2 separate regions of the Sus scrofa genome follow, and region 1 is linked to region 2. The links are chromatin contacts, called in public HiChIP or PLAC-seq maps. All regions are on one chromosome and are shown on one strand. The core of a region is the stretch at or near the end of the contact, and the rest is flanking DNA. Distances in the headings are between cores, read along the strand shown. Region 1 overlaps HCK (tyrosine-protein kinase HCK). Region 2 overlaps BCL2L1 (BCL2 like 1).

The links. HiChIP or PLAC-seq counts read pairs in DNA pulled down with a chosen protein or histone mark.
Region 1: a contact with region 2 is called in an H3K27ac HiChIP or PLAC-seq map of alveolar macrophages. The contact joins two enhancer-like sites. A contact is called at or near these places in 1 of 47 Hi-C or Micro-C datasets (epiblast stem cells) and 1 of 2 datasets of contacts at active chromatin or transcription factors (alveolar macrophages).

What each region holds. Positions count from the first base shown.
Region 1 is chr17:35,741,458-35,747,481 of Sscrofa11.1, reverse strand. HCK (tyrosine-protein kinase HCK) reads right to left here. Exons shown (of 13, transcript XM_021078145.1): 11 at 883-1,036. Among named protein-coding and RNA genes, the nearest start is that of TM9SF4, 21 kb to the left of the region's middle. Within about 2 kb of position 3,256, at least 6 of the 83 cell types and tissues checked have an H3K27ac peak or open chromatin away from gene starts, as enhancers often do. A contact at or near this core is called in alveolar macrophages, where this site is marked.
Region 2 is chr17:35,378,361-35,384,339 of Sscrofa11.1, reverse strand. All of the region lies in intron 1 of BCL2L1 (BCL2 like 1), which reads left to right. LOC106506650 (a long non-coding RNA gene) reads right to left here. Exons shown (of 3, transcript XR_001302085.2): 3 at 2,723-3,121. Among named protein-coding and RNA genes, the nearest start is that of BCL2L1, 33 kb to the left of the region's middle. Within about 2 kb of position 2,334, at least 38 of the 83 cell types and tissues checked have an H3K27ac peak or open chromatin away from gene starts, as enhancers often do. A contact at or near this core is called in alveolar macrophages, where this site is marked.

The DNA of each region.
Region 1 (6,024 bases), core at 2,007-4,506, 360 kb before region 2:
CTTCTTTCACATAACGTGATGTTTTCAAAGTTTATCCATGTTTAGGATATATTAATACGTCCTTCCTTTTATGGCCAAATAGCACACTGTTGTATGGCTGTATCACATTCTGTGTATCTGGATGTTAGGGTTGCTTCCCCTTTTTGGCTGTTAACAATAATGCTGCTGTGAACCTTCACGTACAAGTTTGCCAGTTTCTGAATTTTCTATAAATGGAACCATCCCGCACCTGCTTTTTTGGTCTGATTTATTTCAATATCAGGCCTGTGAGAGTCACCCATTTTTAGCAGGTGGCACTCGTTTGTAACTTCTCATTTCTACATAATATTATATTGTGTGTACCACAATTTTTTTTTCTCTTTTTTAGGGCTGCACCTGCAGCATATGGAAGTTCCCAGGGTAGGGGTCAAATCTGTGCTGCAGCTACCAGCCTCCCCCACAGCTGCAGCAACTCGGGATCTGAGCTGCGTCTGCTAACTGCACCACAGCTTGCAGCAATGCCAGATCCTTAACCCGCTGAGCCAAGCCAGGGATCAAACCTGCATCCTCATGGATATTAGTCAGGTTCTTAACCCACTGAACCACAATTTAAATATCCATTCTACTACTTAGGGACATTTAGATTCTTCCCACTTTGTCTGTTACACATAAACTTGCTCTTACCCTTACTTTTGATGCGATTTGACTAACTCAATCTAAAACTGACCAGGGTCACTGGGGGAGACTCTGTAGCCAAGACACTATGTCTGGAAGGAGTCTGCCCAACCTGTAACACACGGAGGATAATGGGACAGACCTTCGCGTCTTACCCATCACTTTCACAGGTCTTAACTCACAACCCACCCAAGAGGGCCCCGCAGGGCCCTCAGCAGCATCCCCTACCTTCCCGAGCTGTGTATTCATTGTCCTCGATGACCCGGGCCAGGCCGAAGTCAGCAATCTTGCACACCAGGGACCCAGACACCAAGATGTTGGCGGCTCGGAGGTCACGGTGGATGTAGTTCCTCTGCTCGATGAAGGCCATGCCTTCTGCAATCTTCACCCAAAACAGAGACACCCTTATGCTCAGATCTGGCCCAACCCACGGTGGGGGTCCCACCCAAAAGCAGAAGAGTGTCCCAGTGTGAGACGGCTGGAAAGTACATGCACCAGCTCCCACCCCCCTTTTTTGTGGGAGGGTCCCGGGCTCAGATGGACATTTCTCTGTCTACCTAGCCAGGTGGAGGGGATCTTCAGGGCCTGGGTCAGTTTGGGGCTTTTCTCTAGAGTTCCAAGACTTCAAGAGAACACTTGGAGGAGGAAAAAGCATTATTTTTTAATTTTATTTACTTATTTATTTATTTTTGGTCTTTTCTAGGGCCGCTCCCGTGGCATATGGAGGTTCCCAGGCTAGGGGTCTAATCGGAGCTATAGCCACCAGCCTACGCCAGAGCCACAGCAACACGGGATCCAAGCTGTATCTGTGACCTACACCACAGCTCACCGCACCGCCGGATCCTTAACCCACTGAGCAAGGCCAGGGATCGAACCCGCAACCTCATGGTTCCTAGTTGGATTTGTTAACCACTGCGCCATGATGGGAACTCCAAAAAACATTATTTTTCTAGGAACTGTATGCGTGCGCGCACACACACACACACACACACACACACACACACACACACACACACACGGGCTTTCATCCCTATCTCCCTTTCCGGAAACAACCTAGGCTCACATCATATTCTGTTGCATCTCTCTCTTTTTTTTTTTTTTGAGGGAGTGGGTATTGGGTGGGTTTTTTTTTTTTTAAGTTTTAGTGAAGTATAGTTAATTTACAAGGTTGTGACAATTTCTGCTGTACAGAAATTGTACAGAATTATACAAAGTGACTCAGGAGTTCCCATTGTGGCTCAGCAGTAATGAACCCGACTAGTGACCATGAGGATATGGGTTCGATCCCTGGCCTTGCTCATTGGGTTAAGGGTCTGGCGTTGCCGTGAGCTGTGGTGTAGGTTGCAGACGTGGCTCAGATCCTTCATTGCTGTGGCTGTGGTGTAGGCTGGCAGCTGCTGCTCCAATTTGACCCCTAGCCTGGGAACTTCCATATGCTGCAGGTACAGCTCTTAAAAAAAAACAAAAACCAAAGTGACCCAGTCATAAACACATATCCATTCTCTCTCAGATTCTTTTCCCACAGAGATTATCACAGAATACTGGGTGGAGTTCTCTGTGCTATATGTCTGCAATATCTCTTGTGCCTCCCTCATCCTCAAGGTGGGATAAGGAAAATTCATTTAGTCGCTCAGTAAATACCTTCTGAGTGTCTCGTGGGTACGAGGCATTACTTGTACAGGTGGGGAGCCAGGCAAAGTCCCTGCAGGTGGTAATAAGTACCATAAAGAAAGGATAAAGCCAGTACCAGGACAGGAAGTGTAGAGGGCTGTTTTGGATTGGGTGGTCAGGGAAGGCTGTTTTGTGGAGGTGAATTTTGGGCAAAGATCTGAGTGATGATAATAAATGTGGCAAATTAAGAGCATTCCTGGCAGAGACAGTGTCATGTGCAAAGGCCCAGAGTCTAGGAATGAGCTTGGGGATTCATGGGATGGGCGGCTGAGCAGAAGATGCCACAGGGAAAGTGGGGGGAGTTGAGCTGGAGAGGGTGCTGCTGTAGTTTGTACTAGAAAAGAAGTTAGTTTGCATTCTGAGCCTGAAGGGAAGATAGGAGGCTTAGAGCAGGAGAGTGCCATGGTTGATGTGTATTTTAATGTCATCATGGCTGCTGAGTGACTAATAGACTGTGTGGAGGATTCTTATTCACAGTGGGTCCCGGGAAACCTGACACAAAGATGGGGGATTTTTCCTTAGAGATGTTTTTCACTTCTAAGGGTTTGTGCCTTAACTCTCATAAAGAGGTTTATGATTAACCTTCGGAAACTTGGAAAAAAGCATTTATAGTTCATAAACTGGCCTTCCATGTCCTTGAGCTCGAGCCAGGCATTATCACTATCTCTCTTGTACAGAGGGGGGATGCCTTTTTCAGATCACACTGCCAGGGAAATTCTTTTTTTTTTTTTTTTTTTTTACCACCAGGGAAATTCTGACTCAAACCAGTCTGTGGGTTTCCACTCCCAGTGCCCCATGCTGCCTCTAATTACCCCAAACTCCAGAGCTCTGGAGAACTGCAGCTGTATACAATCTGGTGAGATTATCTGGGGAGGTGGGGTGACCAGCCAGACAAAACCAAGGCACCAGCCTCTTCAAGGGTTGAGGCGAGTGGATGGTGCACTTGTGGAAAGTGGCCAGCAGGGGGCACCTGTGGCCACTGGCACTGAGGTCTGAGGCTCCAGCTTTTCCAACAAAACAGTGACTTTCTGATTCTGATTTGGGTGGGATGGGATGGAGTCTTGGCCTAGAGGGCGGGGAAAATTTACAAGGAGTTCTTAGAAGAACAGTTAGAAGAACAATGTCTATCGCATAAATGGCAGACGTTGTAGCTTTTTCATTACTCCTAAGATGATACTTAAATAGGATTTGTTCTCCGTTTTGGGGGATGTCCTACTGATGCCAGCACAAAAAAACTGAACCCCAGAAAAATAACTCGCTGGCCCAAGGACTGGAAATCTGACAGCCCTGCTCAGGGTCTGTGTGCTTCTCCATTACTCTACCTGAATTTTTGGCACAGAGCAGGCACTAATGCTGGGTACCATTTTTTCAGTACCCAGGGGCAGACACGCATGAGCCCATGAGCTCCGTGGGACGGGTGGGACTAACCCCACTCAGGAGACAGCAGACCATAAGGCCTAGGTGACTCTGGGTTGGACCAGCTCAATTTGAGCCCACATCCCTGTGGTCTCGAGCAAGCTACTTCACCCCTCTGTGCCTCACTTTTCTTCTCTGTAAAATGGGGACAACAGAACCTTCTTCCATGGGGTCACGTGAGGATTAGTACTCTTAAGTTTACATCAGGGGCGTAGAACAGAGTCTGATACATAAGTATTCACGTCAGTGGCCAAAATGATTGCGGGAAGTGGTGCTCAGAGAGGTTAAGCAGTTTGCTCAAAGCTACCCAGGCAGAGCTGGGGTCAGTAGCAAAACTCTATGTGATTCCTAAGCCCCTGTACGTCGAGTGTTGCTTCTCAAGGGTTTGTCAACTACATGAACAGCAGATAGGTTTATTGGGTTCAGGGCTGGTCTAAGCACTGGCGGCCGATGAGGTGGTAGGATTTCATGACCACCAAGTGGGCTGCCATGATGTCAGGCATTGGGATGTGGATTTGCTTCTGAGAGCATTAGGGGAGAAGCACAGAATCAGCTGGAAGGGCCTGTAGAGATATTCCAGCTCAGGGCTCTTCACACTGAATCCAGCTGATAACCTCAAAGTCACTTTGAGGATTGGGGGACAAAAAAAAAAGGCCACCTCCTTCAACCAGAGCAGCTCTGTTTTGACCTATTTTAAGTTTTTGGCTGCTCTATATGACTCATTTGACCAATAAAGTTATGGTTTAAAAAAAAAAAAGGAAAAAAAGCTTGCAAACTAGAGACCCATGGAGATGTCCAGTTCCCTGATTTGACAAATAAAGGGGCTGAGACCCGTTGTGGATCTGAGGCTGTACAGCCTCTCTGGGACTGGAGGTGAAGACCAGGCCCCCAGGTCTTCCTTCCTGCCCCCGGGCTCTGAGTCTACCTTTGCTCCTGGATGCACAAGGGCCTGGAACCTCTTGCCCTCCTGTGGTTTCTCTTTTCCTGTCTATGTAATGTGGAGAGTGGCCCTTGCCCCAGCCAGTGACCTTACACCCAGCAAGGTTTCTGCCAGTTAGACAATCATAGTTTAGCAACAGGCCAGACTATTGTTCCCCCAGAGGGCCCAGTGACAGGAAGATGCCAGGCCTTGATTTCCATATGCCCCTGGCATTCTAGGCTTGAAGGTAAAGCCTTTTTATTATACCCCTGCCCCGTCCCTCCCCAGGATTTGCATACCCAAATGAGCTCTGCCTTAGTCATCTCCAGACTGCCCAACCCTAGGCCCAGGCGCCCATCCCCCTTAGCATCTTCCAGGCTGCAAGACATGCCCTCTTCATTTTTGCCAAGTCCAGGCCCCAACTGACCAGGCCGAGTTCTTAGTTTGCCCTTTGGGCTTTGATACAGGCTGTTTCTTCTGCCCAGACTACTCTTCCCTCTCCTTTTCAGCTGCCTAACTTGTACTCATCCTTTAGGGCTCAGCCTCGAGACGGCTTCCTCTGGGAAGCTTTCATGGATTTCTCCTGAACCAGGCTGACGACTCCAGCCGTGTACTGCCATAGCACCCTTTCTTCCCCTGTTTTCCCACAGATCACAAAGAGTCAGAGAGGAGAGAAGTGAGAAGCACTCAGGCTGGGGGTGAGAAGAGCTGCAGAGAGCGACGGGAAGATGAGAAAGAAAATGGGGTTTTAAGAAGCGTTTCTGTGATCTGTATACATTATTAATTTTGCTGGGTACAGCATTCTTTTGACAGTGAGCATGGACCACTTTGGTCATGGCTCTCTAAGAGACTCAGTTGTTTAATAACTGTCAACCCTAAGAGAACAGCGATACTTTCCATTTTGTTCACTGCTGTACCCCCAAAGTAACACAGTAATTTATTTATTTATTTATATGTATATTTTTTGCTTTTTAGGGTTGCACCTGTGGGATATGGAGGTTCCCAGGCTAGAGGTTGAATGGAAGCTGCAGCTGCCTGCCTACGCCACAGCCACAGCAACATGGGATTCAAGCCACATCTGCGACCGACACCACAGCTCATGGCAACACCGGACCCTTAACCCACTGAGTGGGGCCAGGGATCAAACCTGCGTCCTCATGGATCCTAGTTTGGTTCATAACCTGCTGAGCCACAGTGGGAACTCCCCAAAGTAACACAGTCATTTAGGCAAGCTAAATTCATTGCGCTGGGCCTCAGTTTCCTCATCTGTACTTCACTTTCTCTCTATGCCTCAATCTCCTATTCTGTAAAATGGGATGACAGTTACCTACCTGTGGCCAGACTGTTACATCAGTGCTCCCAGT
Region 2 (5,979 bases), core at 1,085-3,584:
TGACCTGAGAGAGAAAACCGTGTAACACTCTGTAGTAAGAACTTTCCAGACAGAGGGAACAAGTACAGGGGCCCCAGGGTGAGAAGGATGTGCTTGGCGTGTTTGAGGAAGGGCGGAGATGAGTGTGGCTAGAATAGAATGAGCAGAGGGGAAAATGGTCCAAGATGAAGAACATGTCTCAGCCATGGTGAGACACTATAGCTCCTCTGGGTGAGATGGGAATGCAGTGGATGGAGTGTTTTGACTGGACAGAATCTGTCTGCTTTTAGAAGGACCCTTCTGGTTTTTTTGTAGTGAGAGACCAGAGAGGGGAGTAAGAAGCTGGGAGGTTGTTATAACAATACAGGCAGAAGATGATGTTGGCTTGGATGGTCGGGGTGATGAGATGTGGTGAGATTCTGGATAAATTTTGGATATTGATCCAGAGGAACATGCTGACAGATTGGAGCTAGAGAGGACTGAAGGATTACTCCAGGGCGTTCCAGGCTTCCATAGCTGGAGGGATGAAGCTACTACCATTCACTCAAAGGGGGAAAGATGGAGAAAGAACAGGGTAGGGGGTGGGTTTAGAATTTTCAATATATTTATGTTTTTAAGAAATGGGTCACTTGATAGGGAAATGTTGATAATAATGACCAGTGAGGTCAAACCAGTGGTGGCTGAAATTGTGGATAGAGTGCATCAGATGTATCCGTGCTTCTTCCAGCTCTAAAAGTCTGCTTTAGTGATTTGAGACCTCAGAGTCTCCCATTCATGAAGAAGGGGAACTTGACTCAGCCTAGAGTGTAAGGGATGCAGAAGGAATGACAAGAGAGGAGTCCCTTGGGGCAGGCTTACCTCTAGGTAATTTGGAAGGACTTGGAAAGTTCTTGAATGCATCCTGGCCTCGTGGCATTGGCTCACTCACTCATTCACTAAGCACTTTCTGCCTGGCAGGCCTGGACACATATGGTGCAGCTCTAATGCCCCTTGCCTCCCAGTAGAAATTGAGCTGTCCTCTTGCCCACCATGGGCCTGGCTGCTCCTCTGTGATCCTGCACATGCCTGGAGGTCAGGTGAGCAAATGGCTTTGCCTGCATGACAGCAGAAATGGTTTTGTCTCTTTCTTCATCCCAACAGTGTCCCCGTAGTTATCAACCTGGAAAAAAATCCTCAAAGGCCTCTTCTCCTGCCTTTTGTAGATGAGAAATAGGGTCAGAGAAGCAAACAACTCCCACAGTCCACATCCAATCCATTAGCAAATCCCTTCAGCTCTACTTTTAAAAATAAAATCTGAATCTGACTCCTCTCCAGCCTGCTGGGCACCATCGTGGATAAGCCACCCTCATATTTCTCCTGGATGGCTGCGTCAGCTCCCCACCACCTCTCACTTCCACCCTTGCCCCGGAGGTCTTCACCCAGCAGCCAGGACTCGATTAAAATCAAAGTCAGATCATGTCCCTCCCCTGCTCAAAACCCCAAGGTGCTCCCATGTCTTTAAATGGCCTTCAAGGCCCTGCACAGCCTGGCCCTTGGCCACTGCCAGAGCCCATCATTCTCCCCTGACTCACTCAGCTTCAGCCACACTGGCATCTTTCCTGTTCCTGGAGTACCCCGAGTTGCACCTGCCCCAGGGCCTGGCACTTATTCCCTCTGCCTTTCCTCAGACCCTTGCAGTGCCTGTTCCCTCCCTTCATTCAGGGTTCTCTCTGATCAGATGTTACCTCCTGAAGGAGCTTTCCCTGACCACGGGTTCTAATTCTGCCCTCTTCCATATTTCTCTCTAACCCCTTTCTCTCATTTAGTTTTCTTTTTAGCACTTATCACCGTCTGACACATTTGTTTGTTGCCTATCTCTTCCTGTTAAATGATAAACTCATGCAGGTAGGACTTTTTGTCTAACTTAATCACTGCTTTATTCCCTAGCACTTAACATGATGCCTGGCATTTAGTGGGCTCTTAATAAAGATTTATGGAACGAATGAGTGTCCAGCACTAAGCAGAGAGTCCTCCTACAACCTCACAGGTCAGCCCACAAAAGGGTCATGGTCTGTCTTAGAAAAGTCAGCTGACCGCTCCGCCAAAGCTACTTGGCATCACTTTTGTTTCCAAGATAATGACCAGTTGGAGGAACTCTTCTGCAAGGACTGGCCTTGCAGAGGCTGGGTTTGGGGAGCAAAGGGGAGGCACAGAGCCGCCATCCGCATACCCCTCTCCTTCCTACCCCTGAGGCACCCAAGGAGCCAAGGGACATGCCTCAGCCCTGTCCTCAAAGTCCTCTCTGATCCAGGGCCCAAGATCCTCAGTAAGTAGTGGGCAGTGGGTGGGTGAAAGGGGAAGGAAGGAAGAGCTTAGTCACGTCCTTCTGCATCTGTCCTGTTGCGCTGGCAGAGTGAACGTGCTGTGGAGTCAGACACCCTCACTCGGTAACCAGAGATCTCAGGCAGAGTCTCCTCCCCTCTCGGAGTCTTCATTTCCTTGTTGGTAAAGTGGGGACAACACCTACTTGCAAGATGTTGAGAATTCAAGCAGGGGCTAAATCAGTATGAGCTGGGGTTTTTTGTTTGTTTGCAGCTATAAATAATAAGAATACAACATGGGAAGGACAGTGGGGCCATTCATTTTTAGCTATAGAAAAATAATGACAGTTCGCGTGTATTGTGCACTCTCTATGGACCATTTCACTCTTGCTGCTAAGCCTGTGGTATAAGGACAGCGTTCTCACTTTATAGACAGGCCTCTGGGCTTGGTGAGATAAAGGGTCTTGTCCCAGGTCCCACAAGTAGGCAGTCACAGAGCTGGGTCGGAGTCCGCACTGGCAGACTCCAGGGGTCAGGAGGTCTTGTGGGGGAGTCCCTTCACCTCCTAGGGTCTTTTTTAGGGTGGGGGTTGAACTAGACATTGCTGTGAACCACAGGTCATGCCACCTCGGGTGGGATGGTGCGTCGCTTCTCGGCCTCCTGCTGGTGAGGGCGGTGGTCGTCTTCTGCAGTTTATTGGTGTGTGGACGCTGACTGTGAACAGCCCCTCCCTCGGAGTCATCGGCTGCAGACTCAGGCTCTCCCGACACCCTCTCAGCATCTTGCTGTTCTACACCTTGAGAGGGCCAGTGGATTCGGGTGGAGATAAAACACGGGGAAGACTGGAAGGAACCAGAATGTAGGAAATGCAGCATGAGGAAGCCTGCAGCTCTTGAGATTTTGGTTACAAGGGTGTGTGTGTGTGTGTGTGTGTGTGTGTGTGCGCGCACACGCGTGCGCGCACATTCATATGAGGGAGGTGGGGGTTGCAGCGATTTCTTCCCATCCCCAAATCCTCCAGAGCTGTTGCCTTCTGCTGTGGAATTCCAAACATTTCCGATCAGATAAAGGTGGCTGAAAATACCCGGGACTTGTCTGGACTAGTTGGAGGCAGTGCTGGGGTGAGGGGTTGAGGCCACTAGGACAGAGCCCTGCAGGTCTGACCCTCTGAGGAGCTAGCCCTGGTCACAGACAAGCCCCATGCCCTTTTCTTTTGGAATCTGCTGGTTTGAGGGCAAGGCTCAGCAGGCTTTGCAGTGGAGGCAACAAGTTCTTCTACTCAAGAATGCTGCCTCTTGCCTTCCACACTAAATTACAGATCTTTTGGATCCCCTGAGAGAATGCAGGTAGTCACTCATCTGCCCGCATGTGAGTTTTTTGGTTTTTTGGTGGTTTTTTTTGTTTGTTTGTTTGTTTGTTTTTGTCTTTTTGCCTTTCCTTGAACCGCTCCCGAGGCATATGGAGGTTCCCAGGCTAGGGGTCGAATCGGAGCTGTAGCCACCAGCCTACACCAGAGCCACAGCAGTGCGGGATCCGAGCAGCATCTGCAGCCTACGCCACAGCTCACCGCAACACTGGATCCTTAACCCACTGAGCAAGGCCAGGGATGGAATCTCCAACCTCATGGTTCCTAGTCGGATTCGTTAACCACTGCGCCACAACGGGAACTCCCCGCGTATGAGTTATTTTCATCCTCCTCACATTGTAGCACTAGTAAGAGCCCTTTGAGATGATCTTCATTTTACAGATGAGGAAAGTCCCAGACTTCCCCAGCATGCTAGACAGCAGGATGGACTCACCCCAAGCAAGCCAGTGACAGAGCTGGGACACGAAATCCTGCTGATGCTCAGTTCATTGCCCTTCTCGTCACAGCAGGCAGCATTGATCAGCACCAGTCCAGGAGTGGGGGCAGCTTTGGATGGGAAGGAGGAGGGAGTGGCTGCCTTGGACCGTGGAGTGCTTGGAGGCATAGACTCCAGAAGGAGACAGAGTTTTAGGGTTGGCAGAGTTGGCTCCAGAGACCAAGGTCCTGATCCTTGTATATTCCTACCATGGTCTGTCTGGCCTGTAGCCTCAACACAATGCAAAAGATGCCTTTCCAGAACTTTCTCATGAGCCTAGGAGAGCTTGATGTCCTGGGAAGTCCTTGCTACCCTGCCTAATCACCTAGTGTCTTAGGGTTTCCTCCTAGTTTTGCCAGGCAGTGAGGATGGGGATGAAGAGAGAAAAAATTGGCCACTTCCCTTCCCACCAGCCAGTCATACTCATCAGCACTTTCTCTGGGCCCAGCCCTCCGCTAGGCCTGGGGGACAGAGCTCATGGTCAAAAATGAGCAGCTCAGAGTACACATTGTGCCTCAGCGGGTTACCAACCCAACTAGTGTCCATGAGGATATGGGTTTGATCCCTGGCCTTGCTCAGTGGGTTAAGGATCTGGCACAGCTGCAAGCTGTAGCATAGGTCACAGGTGCAGCTCAGATCCCACGTTGCTGTGGCCATGGCATAGGCCTCAGCTGCAGCTCTGATTTGACCCCTAGCCTGGGAACTTCCATATGCTGTATGTGTGGCCCAAAAAAAGAGAGAGAGAGAGAAAGAAAAAATGAGCAGCCCAGAAAACTGGTGAGAGAGCTAAAGGAGACTTGGGGAAGGGGGTAGAGCAGGCAGCCTCCTTGAAGAAGTGGCCTGTTAAAGATTAAGACCTAAGAGGTAAGTAGGAGAGAGCTTGGCAGAGGGACCAACATGAGCAAAGGTCCTGCGGCTGAACAGAACGTAGCATGTGAGGAACAAGCAGCCTGGCCCTAGACAAAGCCGAGGAAACCCTGCAGTGACTTGCAAACCAAGGAGAAGGCCCTTAAGACTCAAGCTGAGCCTTAGTCTAATCGTAAGAACAATAGTAATAGATGGCATTTACTTAAAGTCTGCTATGTGTCAAATACCGTTCTAAGAGCTTTACACATATTACTATTGAATTTTCACAATGTTCTTGTGAAATAAGTACATTTTAATCCCCACTTTATAGATGAGGTCCAAAGCTAAACATCTTAGTCTAATTGCAAGACTTACTGGGTTCCTACCTACTTTTTGCTCTGGCAGCCCAGCTTGGTGGAGAAATACAAGTTAATTTGTCACCAGCCTTGGCCTTATCCAGATAGCACCACCATTTTACAAATGAGGAAGCTGATACTCAGCAGCAGGACCTGGTCCAGGGCCTCAAGTAAGCCTGGTAAAGCTTCCTCTGCAGCTCATGTTGCCTTCTTGGGCAGCCCTTGGGACAGGGTTGGGGGACAGGCACTAGAGGAGAGAGAGAGAGAACTGAGGTAGAGAGAAAGAGGCAGAAGTTTTCCAGTAAAACAGATCAAAGGGAAAGGTTTTCCCAAAGAGCCGTCCAAAGATGAAATGCTCCATACAGAGGGAGCCCTTCTCACTCGTGTGTGAGCAGAGATGACTCCGTGGGTACAGCCCACCTGGAGTGAAACAGACCCAGTGTGTGATCTGGATGTTCCACCTTCCTTCTTGTTTTGTTTTGTTTTGGTTTTTTCCTTTCAGTTTTATTGAAATATATTTAATATACAATACTGTGTTTAAGATTTATAGCATAATTGGACTTACAATATGTCATGAAGTGATTACCACAGTAAGCTCATTGAACATCCATCATCTCATATAGGTACAAAATTAAATAGAAAAAAACTTTTTTTCTT